2 separate regions of the Anas platyrhynchos genome follow, and region 1 is linked to region 2. The links are chromatin contacts, called in public Hi-C maps. All regions are on one chromosome and are shown on one strand. The core of a region is the stretch at or near the end of the contact, and the rest is flanking DNA. Distances in the headings are between cores, read along the strand shown.

Region 1 (6,146 bases), core at 3,394-5,893, 220 kb before region 2:
GTTATACAGCACAGCCCTGCCTCGCAGCAGAAAGCCCACAAAGAAGAAACCATTGTTCTGCAGCAGATGCTCCAACGAATATAGGCTATAAATGCAGGGAAAAGCCTAACCGTTTTTCCCATCAGAACCTTATTATCCCAAGGATTTCTCTCTGAGGGAGCCTTGAACAGCCAAACTGAGCTAGAACTGTCAGCATCTTTTCCTGGAGCGTAAAAGGTTAAAGTTCTACAACCAAAAATTGTAAGGAAGCTAAATTTATTCATTTCCTTTTTTACATCTTAAAGGAAAAAAAAAAAGAGAGAAAGAGAGAGAAAAAGCTGGCAAAATGGGTTTTGTCAAGTTATTTGCTTGCTTTATTATGTCTATTTTTTACCTTGTTAGGAACAGCAAGACTGACTTTTTCCTCACAACACATTCCCTCTCAGCTACATTTATTTTGGGTGCTCACTCTAGTTGATGGACTGTAACAAAGATGACATTTTTGCAAAGTGTTTATCTGTCACTGGAGTTATATAGCTATGTCTAAAAATACAAGGCATGTTTTACACTGACTTACTGAAATTCTTCCATTCAGTTTTCCATCTCTTGATTTTGTCTTGCGGTTTCATGGAATTTATTCTGTCACCATGGCTGACTTCTGTAGAAGAGAAATACTTTGGATGTGAAATACACATAGTTCTTACAGTGCTTCATACGTGAGATATACCCAGCTCTTCCCGTTAGCTCCCCCTCCTTTCTCTCTCTTTCTCTGAAAAACAGGTCAGCAGTTTCTCTCCATCAAGAAAAAAAAAAAAAAAAAAAAAAAAAAAAGGCAGACAAGCAACTTCCCTATCTTCCCTCCCAGTATTTTCCAGGTAGGAATATTTAATTACCTCAGAGATATTTAAATACCTCAGAGACCAGTGGAGAGAGCTGCCTATGCTTCTGATAACAAGGCAATTCCCTGGGGCTGCTTCTTGCCCGTTGTAATTACCCATGTTCCCTTACAACCACACGAATTTGTGAGGACACAAAGACTCTCATGACCATGAAGCCTGCTAGCCAGGTAGCAGTAGATACAGAAAACAAAGATAATTTGCTATTTTAACTGAAAAGGCAAATGAATAACTATTCTCCTACTCCAAGCCCCAGGAAGTCTCCAATTCCCCCCAGAAACCTCCCAACTACCCTTCCAAATCCATCCCTTCCCACCTCACCTCCCTTCTCCCTACTCATTCAAGTCAATCCCAGCCAAGAAGGTCACCAATCCTCTCTCCCCATACGAATTACAAGTTCTGAAATGTTTTTGTTGTTCCTTTTTGTAGATACCCAGGCTGGCTCAACCAAGAGAGCTCCAAATCACTACAGCTGCATCACCCAGGCCTAGGCAGAAGTGAATTTGCCCTACACAGAAGCAGAGCTTAGTTTTCCGGAGCTTAGTGACCGGACAAACAGCAGCCTGAGAGCCAAGCCAATTCCTGCAGAGTGCTGAGCAACAGCATCGGCAGGCTCAGAGCTCTCAGCTGGGTCCCACTGGGTGATGCAGATGTGAAATCATGGAAAAAAAGGGCTGTGAGAAGACCTAGGAAGGTCATCCACGCTGCCTCGCTGCTTTAACTGATTTTTTTTTCACACTCAGAGAGAATTGCCTCTGGCAGAGCAGATAACTGAGCTGGTGTTTCTCAAAAACTTCGTGATAAGCACACTGATCACAGGACCAGCTTCTCTTACATGATGCAACCTCACCCTTCACCCTCTGCTGCTTCAGGAAGTCTGACTTTGGAGGCCTGGTCCTTGCGGACAGCTACAGACAGTAGGAAAGGAAGGAAAAACGGTGACAAAACCAAACCAAACCGAAACAAAACTTTCCTCATCCTCAGATAAGGCATGTTAACTAAGCACTGCTGTTGGCTTCTGACCACCCATGTGCTACACAAGGAGTGCTTTGATTTCGATATGAAATCAAACCTGTCGTTATTTCCTCATAATTAGAAGGTCCCCACAGCGAGGAAATGACAACAATAGGAGGAGGACTGAAGAACAAATACAGCACGATGCCAGCAGTGCTTACTGGCAGGCAGTATCTTTGTTCTGAATATGTGACTCACGGGTAAATGTTCTCCCTTGCCTTGCCTATCCTTCTTCACAGCAGTAACAGTTATCTACTCCCTCTGCTCCCCGCCCCCAGCCGCCCTTTGCATCCCTCCACCTCTTTGTCTGACAAAGTTATTCTGTACATTTAAGTCCTTAACTAGGCATCAAAATCAATCTGACTTTTATGGAAGTGTTTTAAAATGATTGCTTTAGAAGAGCCCTGCCAAAACTTGGTGACTGTCTTCCTCAGCAGGGGATGGCATTTCAGAAGCTTTAACAGTTAGAAAAATTCTGCTTACCTCTGGTTGTAGAAAATGCTGGTTTTATGGGTTTGTAAACAAAACAAGCAGGAAGAATTTAAGAGATGAATGATACAATTACAAGATTAAGTGATAGCCTGTATTCAGTTCTCTTGTTTCCCTTGAGGCTTATTTGTCCAGAGCTTGTAACACAGTGCTGCCTTTTTATACCACTTTCATCCAGTTTATGCTTTCACAACCTCTAATTTCACTGCTGATGTTAATAAATGCCCGCATGTGTTAATGCAGGGCTTCACGTGCCACAGAAGTTACGTTACCTTTCTGTCATTTGGGTGACAAAAATGAAGCTACCTGGCTTCATGTGAAAGCTGAAGCAGAATCAGAAAGACATGATTCCAGTTCCCTGGCTCTTAAATCCTGACCTCTAACCACTGCTACAATTTTTTCCTTTGCGATGCAATTGTGTAGATCGCTTACTTTGCAAACCTTTAATTTTGCAAACAAAAACGAGGACCTCCTTCCTTTCACCTTCTGGTCTGTTCTAACGTGTAGCTTGCAGATACTGCCGTATTTGTGTAGGTGGAAATGACAGCTGTGGCACCAGTGGAAGAGGGACCATCATCAAATCTTCCAGGTTCTTCCTCTTGGGAAGGAACAGACAATGTCACAGTTCCTGTAATCTGAACCCGTGTAGCTATTTTTCCTTTTCCGATCAGAGTAAGGAGCTACACAGTTCTACCACCTGGATAAGCAAATGGCATCCACAAGGCTCACTGCCCACTCAGTCCTACCACCTACGTTCAGCAGCACATCTTTTCTGCCAGGAAGGCATCTCCATTCAGAAGACTCCATACGGCCGACCTTCAGCCTTCCACAATGTACTGCCTGCACTGGGCTAACCTGATCGGTAACACAGAGCTAGAGAAAGCAGCACGAGTATACTGCAGCTCTCTGAACTCATCAATCATACTAAGTAATTTGAAGAGGCCACAGATGGTACACTCATACCCCCAGAATTGTTCCCCGAGACTCATTTCCTGTTCCTCACGAAAAATGCTAGAAAATAAAATACTCTCCCTTTGGATTCTACTGCTCTTCATGGTTTCCCAGCTTGAGAAAGTAATAGGAATCCCTTTACTTTGCCAAACCTGTGGAGCCCAATGCAAATGACATCCCATTAGCATTTCTTACCATGCATTATTCTGCCTACAGGAGAACAATGCAAATGAAAATGAAGATGTTTTGACAGAAAAGGTGATGAGAAAGCCCATAGATTACACAGATATTCTGGCACCAGATGTGCTGTGAATTATACAAGACAAAAAAGAGACAATTTCTCTCTCGGAAAGAGGATTTATTTGAATATCTTTTATAAAGTGTAAAATGCACACAGTTTACTAAGGTAATGGTCCATATCATTACAGCAATGCTATGATAAATCTTTTGCCTCCAGTTCCCACTGGCTGAAAACAGCATGTTTACTGCTAAACTCTGCATCCACCAAAGGGATTTGCACTGACAGTAAACAATTGATTACATCCGAGAGGGAAAAGCGGGAGAAGGGAGAATTTAGGGCTTGCTCTCACCCCAGCGATCTCACTGTTGACACAGGTCACGACTGCACTGCCAGGTACCCGAGGCTCTGACCTCAGCCCGGGCCATGCACCACTCACATGGTGCACATCCTACCTTGTGCATGCTGCAGAGCAGACTTTGCCCAAATGCCTGCAGGCTCTTGAAGGACGGAGGCTGGTCCCCTCCACGTGCGCTCTTGCTCCTTGGAGCTGCACGGCAGCAGGCGAGCTCTGGGCCGGCACAACATCATCCTAGCATGGCTGTGCCAGGTAGTTTTCCTCTCAGCGAGGAGCAGACACCGTGCGGGTGGCCTGCAGCCAGAGACCTCTCGGTGCCACCCTTGCCCTTGTGGTGAGGTGGTTTAAGGCACTACATGTGGCTTAAGCTCTGGGTCTGGTTTCGCTCTTCATTGCACTGACAGAAATGACCAAAAAAAAAAAAATAAAAATCACGTCAGGTATTTCAGAAAGGGCACTGCAGTGTGGGTCTGTAAAGTTTGACGCAGGACGCACGCTAATTGGGTGCAAAACGTTATCCTGCACTTCAGCCCCGATAACTGTCACAGCAGCTCGCTTTACGGACTGGGAGCTGAGGCTGAAACACTTCACAGCTTTCAGTTTTGTTTTGTTTTTTTCACTTTTATCCCGCGTTAAAGCCAGGGCCAGGACCAGGACCAGGACCAGAACCAAGACTACACTGCCCGGCGTGCCCGCCCTGCCCCGCCCCAACAAGATGGCGGCGGGGCGGGAGCTGAGGCGCGGCTCCCGCCCCCGCTGAGGGCGCCAAGATGGCGGCGCTGCGTGAGGGGGAGTTCGCCGCCCTGCGGGGCCTGCTGAAGGTGAGCGGGCTGCGGGGCCGCCGCCACGGCGCTGCCGGGGGCCGTTCCCTGCCCGGCGGCGGCGGCGGCTGAGCGCGTCCCGCTTTGCTCCCCGGCAGGCGCCGTCGAAGGAGGCCGTGCGGCAGCTGTGCCAGGACTGCTTCTCCAGCCCGCCCGCCGGGCTCGGCCCGCTGGCGCAGCGCGCCTGCCCCGCCATCGCCGCCAGCCCCGAGGAGGCGGCGCAGGTAGGAGCCGTGGCCCCGGGTGCGAGGTGGAGGCGAGCCGCGGGGGTGGAGGGGGCTGGGGGCTGCTCCTTGTCCGGGCTGGAGCCCCCTTCTCCCGTCTGCCTGTCCTGCAGCTGGTGGCCGCCCTGCACAGCCTCACCAGGCACGTCGTGTACCGCGGCTTGACGAGGGCGGAAGATGTCCTGGCGCTCTTTCCAGAAGACTTCCACCAAAACCTGAAGAATCTCCTAACTAAGATAATCCTGGAGAACGTGTGAGTGTTACCGGCCGCTTTCGGTTGGGAAGTTCAGGTGGGTTCGCCTGGTTTGCTACGTGGGTGCTTGGCAGCGCAGGGTTTTGGTTCTGGCCGTGTTGGGCACGCTGCGGGCTGAATCGCAGCGCCCGCGATGAGCTGAGCCCAGTGCTGATACCATTTTTTCCCTTCTTTTCACAGCTGTGCTTGGAGGAATGAGGCACAAGCAAGTCAGAGTAAGTAGCGTCTCACGTTCTGATAAAATTAACGCTCCTGAGGTCATTTGAGCGAGCTTGGAGTTCAGCACTGTGCATCACAGAGTGTTTCAGTGCGGTGCAGCACAAAGATAGCACCCTTTGCCTTAGATGAAGCTGTATGCTTGGGGCATCATTCAGCTTAGGAGCAGCCAGTAAGTTTGTATTCAGATCTGTGCTAAATTGTTTCCAGTCTGGGAGCGATTTCACTTAATGCTCGATCTGTTGCTACATGGCAGAATGCAGTGTGGACATGGCAAGTATTTGCCGAACTTCTGAATATGAAGCACTCTGACCTCCCAATTCAGGTCTTTAAATGATGTCCATAGCCAACAACTATGAGCTGCAAAGCATATGTTTGTATTGGGGAATGCCTTATCTGTGCACATTCAGTCACTTCTATGCATTCTTTCTCTTCCAGATGTGGCACACTCATAACTTGCTTTTTCCTCACCTTTCTAAAGCGTGATGTAGTTAAGCCGTGCAAATGTTATCAGTAGCATCAGTCAGTGAGTAACCTCCTAGTTAAGTGCTCCACACAGCTATACTCGTTTGTTTTTTCCCTTAAGAGGTTTTCTTTTCAGCCGTAGCACTTAGAAATGAGAGCTGATTCATAACAGGAGTACTCTGAGGTCTGCATAGATCCTCTTGGCCTTTCTCTTAGCCTGCAGAGGAGATGATGTCCAAGAA
Region 2 (6,377 bases), core at 3,021-5,520:
ACGGTGCCGGTGATGGTAAGAGCATGCTGTTTGCCCAGTAAGTCAAAGCGTAACCAGCTCCCTTTTCACTTTCTTCCAGTTATTCCCAGAACCCGTGAGGGGGCTGGCATGGCCCCAGCTGGGTAGCAAAGTACAGCAGGAACAAGTGAATGTGTGAGCAGGGGGAGCCTCGCCTGGAGAAAAGCACCACGGAAGCTCATCCAGCTTCAAAACTCCTCCGGACCCCTGCAAAAAAGGCTCAAGGAACGTGCCCTGTGAATGCCAGCCTTGTGGGCAAGCTCCTGAGCAGTGGCCACCCCCAGCCCACACCCCTCCCTGGTGTCCAGCAGCAGCAAATTTGGATGCTGCAGGAAGCCCAGCAGCATGGATCCTCCAGCGAGCTGCAGCGGGGCTGCCAGCAGCGCGTGGCCAGCTCCTGCCCTCAGCACCTCTTACAGCTCACAACTTCCAGGGCTGCAAGTTGTCTCTCTCTAAAGAGAAGCCCTCCTCGCCTGCCCCGCTGCTGGGTGCAGAGGGAGCCACAGGAGATGCTCAGCATTAGAGCGGCACCAGTAAGATTTAAGCTCAGGAGAAGCCCGACGGGCCCCCAGCCCTTTGTTCTGCTCAGAGACAGCCCGGGCTCAGGCAGCGCATCGAGCTGGAGGCACGCGAAGAATGTGCCAGGGCAAGAACTGACAAAGCTCTGCTTGCCCCGAAGAAGTCACGCAGCAGAAAGGTAGTTTCCTTAACGTGACGGTGATTGAAAGCGTTCTCCAGCACAGCAGCAGACGGTCTGCAGCAGAACAAAACGCAGGAGCTCCGCGGCACAGCATCGCGATCCCTGCTTTGCCCTGGCCTCTCTTCCCCACGGGACGCGGCTCCTCTGGCACGGTACCTCCAGCCTCACCGACCCCAAACTACACCACTTTTCAGTGCATACCCCACGTACAGCTCGAATTTACCGATCGACAAATAGAGCCCCGCGTTTCTTCTTGAAGGGTGTAATTATCTAGGGTCTGACTCTAAAGGCGCTGCAAAGGAGATTTATTCCCCATTAGCCATCAAAAGCGGGGTCGTGCCGATACTTGTAGAAATACTCGAGCAGAAACAAAACCTGGGAAGTTTGCAGCACAGCAGTTTGCTCTTCACCGTGGCTTACAATTTGTACCAGCAGTCTATTACTTAAACGCATTTTCATTAGGTGAATGCAACAGAGCTGCTGCTTTTGAGTTACAAAGCAAGGCTGACAAACAGCGCTAAAGAGGAATTAAGAATTACACAGCTAAATTGTGCATTATCATGTAAATGGCAAGGGAGCGTCACATGGGGTTCTGGGCATTGTTCGGAGAGATAAATGCACCAAACTATAAAAACGAGTTCAATAGAGAGCCCTGTCAGTTAAGCACTTGAATGAAGCGAGTCCTGGAGGCTGCTGTAGCATTTTAAGATAAATACACATATGCACAGGTTGCAACATCTAATACAGCTAACTAGCGGGTAAGTTAAAGCTGTTTGTAAAACCCTTGTCCTACTTGAACAAGCAAACCAACCAACCCACAACACGCACACCAAAGGAAAACACGGCAACGGCCAAAGAAACTTGTCTTGGTGTGAAGTTTAATCTAAATAAATGAATATTAACAGCCCGAGGACCCCCACCAGCACAGATGAAGGCGCTGCTCTCGCTGAGGTCCGGGGAGGCTGGTGCTCGCTGCGGGAAGGCAGCAGCCACCGCCTCGCATCCCCGCGGTGCTCTGCTGCCTGGGCACCAGGGGTTACGCTGCTGCTCCGTTACAGAGGGATGGGCACTGGCATCTGGGGCGCAAAGAGGATTAGCTTGTCCTTTGTCCCGATCCCGGCTGTGTTTTGAGCCGAACAATTGCCTCTTCTGTGGATTCCGGCACATAAGGAAAACGCAACAAGAGATGCAGATGCTTTGTTTTGTCCACCCGCTTGTGCCACTTTGCTGTACCTTGAACAAAACTTTTGTAGAAAAAAAAAAAATCCCACACACCTCTTTTAGGAAGACTGAAGAGCTCTCCTGTTCTTCACTTTGGCCTCAGCCCCAGTTGCAAAGATAGACAAAATGGAAACAGAGGGCGGAGAACCAGTGCAAATGCCTCCCAAAAACACCTGGCAGCTCCGGGGAAGCTTTGGGTACCTGCTGTCAGTCCGGTGACACTTGAAGCAAGCCATGGTATGAGGCTGGGACACAGCCTGGGCACCCTAAGGGGCTGCCAGCCCCTAAGCCCACACCACCTACATCAGTTTTCTGAAACCAGCCGGTGCTAGTAAAAGCAGATCTTTTCAGGCTTGGAAAAAAAAACACAACCAGCAACCAAACCCCACGAACAAAAACCACCAGGCATGTCTGTTTAGCTGAAGCTCGGTGCAGGAAGCAGCTGGGAGGCAGCGGGCCGTGTCACTCAGCGGGGCCGGCGGAGGTGCGCGCTTCCCTTTCCAGGCTCGGGCACACAGTTGGGACAAAGGAGGCGAAACATCGGGCACGCTTTACCGAATCATCAGTTTCTTTAGTATGTTACAGAAAGGCTTATGAACATTTATAATGTACATAAAAGGCAGACTTTGTAAAATAAAAAGGTCCCTTTTTTTTTTTTTTTTTTTATAAAAAATTAAAAAGTCAAAGTAAAGTGCATGGGACAGTTTCGTTCTCCGCTTTCACTATCACATCCAAGTCTTGGCACACAGCGATGTGTCTGGAGCCTGGGAGAGCCTCTTCCGTCCCCCACGGTCACGTTACGGGTCAAATCAAAGGATGGCGACGATCACGAACACACACCGGGGATCCGAGCAGTCGAACCAGGAGCGCCCACGACACAGACTAACAGCTACCGGGACGGGGGCTTTCTACACGCTTCCTTCTCGGCGGCCACATCCAGCAACCACCCCGGGGGGGTCCCCAGGGCACCCGGCTTCGGGCACCCGGCTTGGGGGGTCAGAGCGCGGCGGCCTGTGCGCGGCAGTGGGCGATGTGGCGGTGCACGAAGTCGACGCGGGCCTGCAGCAGCTCGGCCTGGCGCTCCGAGAGGAAGCCCAGGTGGGCCCAGAGGGGCTCTCGGGCGCGGTACCGGCGGCGCAGCTCGGCGGCAGCGCTGCGGCGGCGGTGCAGCTCGGCCACCCGCTTGGCCGTGCCCTCGCGGAAGACGCAGACGGAGCGCAGCAGCGGCTCGTGGTAGGGGTCCCAGACGGCGAGCAGGCGGTAGCCGTGCACCAGCCCGGCCTCGTTGTCCATGAAGACCAGCCCGCCGTCGGGCCCGCGCAGCAGGTTGCTGGTGGCGCGCCGCATGACGCGCGGGTCCCACTGCAGGCTGAAGAGGTTGCTGGCCAGCCGGTCGAAGTTGGCCGTCAGGTAGTCGAAGAGGATCAGGTCGCTCCACTGCACCAGCTCCACCAGCTGCGCGGCGGGCAGCCCGCCCAGCTCCGCCGCCGACAGCGCCCGCGGCCGCCGCCCGCCGCCCGCCTCGCTGCCCCAGGGCGCGGGGGCCACCACGGCCGTCAGGTTGTCCACCCAGCGGGTCAGGCTGACCACCGCGCCCTCGGCCCACAGCGAGCCGCGCAGCTCCTCCCGCACCGGCTCCCACTGCCGCCCGCGGGGCTCCACCAGCGCCAGCGCCATGGGCGGCAGGCGCTGCTGCATGCCCAGCACGCCGGCCAGGTGGTAGGACAGCGCCTCGCCCTGGATCTGCTCCGGGCTCACCCCGTAGCGCACGCAGGCCCGGCTCCCGTCCGACAGCCTGGCCAGCCGGTTGGAGCTGCGCCCGCAGCCGCCGCGCTCCAGCGACGACACCCGGGCAGCTCGGGCGGCCGCCGGCCACGCCGCCGCCTCCTCGGCCGCGAAGCCCCGCGGCACCCGCGCCTCCAGCTCCCGGCTCCAGAAGATGCCCCGCCGCACCGGCGCCGCCCGCCCGGCCGCCTCCTGCCGCTCCTCCCGCTCCTGCTCCTGCTCCTGCTGCTCCCGGCCCACGGCCAGCAGCGCCCGGAAAGTTTTCTGCCCGCCGCGCCGGGGCTCGCCCCGCTGCGGGCCGGGCTGCGGGGGGGGCAGCGCGCAGAGCCCCAGCAGCGCGCCCAGCGCCAGCAGCCCCAGCGCCGCGCGGCCGCCCCGCTCCATGCCGCCCGCCGCCGCCTCACGCCGGGCCGGGCCGGCGCTGCCCCATGGCGGCGGGGAGCGGAGCCCGGAGCCGCGAGCCCGGCTCCAGCCCCGGTGCCGGTCCTGGCTCCAGCCCCGGCCCGGCGGCAGCCCCGCGCCCTGTGCGCCCAGCCCCGGCTGCGGGGGGCCCCGCGCCGCCCCCGGCACCGCCCCTAAAAGCGGCGACGCGGAGCTGGGGCCGGGCCGGGCCCCCCCCGACCGCCCCCGTGAGGCGCCAGCGCCCCCCGCAGGGCCCGGGGCCCCGCTGCAGCCGCCGCCGAGCACCGAGAGCAACAGGAGGGGCTCAGCCCTCGGCCTGCTGCTGTCCAGGGGGAAGAGCTGGGGCTGAAAAAGCCTCCAGCACGGATGAAGGGCGGCCAGGGAAGCAGCCTGGTTCTCCCGGGGAAGGGTGGGACTCCTGGAATAAGCCCTGCTGGCAAGCACACGGTGTGAGAGATGCTGTGTGCTCGGTGCCGCTGTACGCTACACGAGCATCCCTCTCCACACAAGCAGCCCTCGTGGTGAGGCGTCCCAGCGGCTGAAGGGCAGGGTTGGCTTATTTCCTTGGGAGGCAGGGCTGGAGAAGGCATCGCAGAGCAGGGAGGTGAGCATTAGGGACCTGGCCCTTCAGGTGCGGGGCAGTTTCTGGAAGTGTTTTACAAATGTGTCTCAGCCCGCAGCAGGGAGCTCTTCTATGGCTTAGGCTCCGCTTCTGGTTTCTCAGAAAAGCTCCCTGGCAGATGGGGCTCCTGAGGTCTTTTCTTGCAATCTGAAGCACCATGTAGGACACGAAGCCGAGCAATTTCCGCATACAGCACAGATCCTATCTCCCCGGTACGCTGCCTCTCCCTGTTCTTAATATCTGTGACTCTGCCTTTAATATCAAGGCAATAAATGAGGAAGTGCTTGAGTTCTTGAGCCCGGCTCTTGTAAGCATTCACAAGACTTGTCAGGTGCCTGCCAATGCTCAGCCAGGCAGGGGATTTGTTTTCAGCCCTGCTAAAGGTGAGCTGCCAAGATGGGAGGTGGTGGGTGATGCCCTCAGCCCCAGGGTGCCCAGGAGCAGGCTCTCGTGACAGAATTGGACCAAAACACTCTGCCAGCAGCACCCCTTGCGCCAGCCCAGCCCCAACAGAGGCAGATGGCTCAGCCGGGAGGATTTTCCACGTGAGCATTCAACATCAGGCTATGGCCTCACTGCTGGTGGCGTGGGGGACACCCTCAGCAGGTCCGGCCCAGCCAAACCGTGCCGTGGTGAGCGGCTGACCACAGCCTGCAGTCCCTTCTGGGGACAGGCGTCTGTATCCATCGCACAAAGCACATTTTTTCCAGGCCAGGAAGTAAAGAGGCTCAAGGAATGCTTTCAAGTGAAATTGCTGAGGCAATTCAGGGAGATGAAAGGTAATCGCCGTGTGAGAGGATAAATAATGCATCGGGTGCATGCCCCTGCTTTCTGATGGGGCATCCTGAGGGGTCAGGTCCCGTCGCCAGCAATTTTCATGCCGTATGCACTGATAGCAAATCTCCTCTCCTCCTGGCTGCCAAAACATATGAGCGGAGAACACTGCTCAGTGCTGCTGCCACATCTAGCCCAGGCACCTGCCCTGATGTAGTGTAACAGAAGAGAGAGGGGAAACCCAGTGTCTTTTTGGAAGAGAAACGCCAACCATGCTGACCACAGACCTCCTGAGCCACCCTGCAGACCCATTAAAAATACGCATCGTTAGATAGATACTGCCTTTAAGGAGAGAATCTGTCATCTCACTGCAAACAGTGCCCCCTTCCCCTCGATGCCCCCTGCAGGCACTGGGTAGCCCCGGGATGGGCCCAGCTGAAGGCTGGGATGGACCAGACTTGCCTGGAGAAACGGGGCCAGCCTAAAGGCAGAGTTGCTATTGCTAGAGGAAGTTAAAAAATGCTCATAAAATGTTAAAAAATGCAAAACTACACCCAGGACACATCTTAAACTTTTCAGCATGTCCTAAAAAGGCGCAGCTTTTGCAGGGCCGGTGAAAGCGCTCTAATTAGCCATGAGGTAACAACCCCAGCTGCACCAGCATAAGGCCAGCGGTGCGGCTCCCTCCAAGCAGCGCAGGGAACAGGGCTGGCTTAAATAGCAAGATGTTTTCCAGGCCCCTGATAACCTCTCTCACCACGCTGCCTGCAGGGGCAGCAGGAGCCCCTCCAAGGACGGAGGAGCCCCTCTGGCTGCCAGGAGCACAGGGGAAGGCACAGAAGAAAGTGATGTATG

Evidence for each region. A called contact is a pair of places that touch in the nucleus more often than the background predicts.
Region 1: a contact with region 2 is called in a Hi-C map of subcutaneous adipose tissue, with 2.1 times the contacts expected there. The contact joins the promoter of PRR5L here to the promoter of FJX1 in region 2. A contact is called at or near these places in 2 of 8 Hi-C or Micro-C datasets (liver and subcutaneous adipose tissue).

What each region holds. Positions count from the first base shown.
Region 1 is chr5:49,762,527-49,768,672 of IASCAAS_PekinDuck_T2T, reverse strand. It overlaps PRR5L (proline rich 5 like), which reads right to left and starts at 4,643. Exons shown (of 20, transcript XM_038179131.2): 1 at 4,023-4,643; 2 at 557-637. It overlaps COMMD9 (COMM domain containing 9), which reads left to right and starts at 4,596. Exons shown (of 6, transcript XM_027458516.3): 1 at 4,596-4,746; 2 at 4,845-4,970; 3 at 5,084-5,223; 4 at 5,404-5,438. The coding sequence starts at 4,696.
Region 2 is chr5:49,538,411-49,544,787 of IASCAAS_PekinDuck_T2T, reverse strand. It overlaps FJX1 (four-jointed box kinase 1), which reads right to left and starts at 4,270. Exons shown (of 1, transcript XM_027458710.3): 1 at 1,582-4,270. The coding sequence starts at 4,108. The coding sequence ends at 2,936.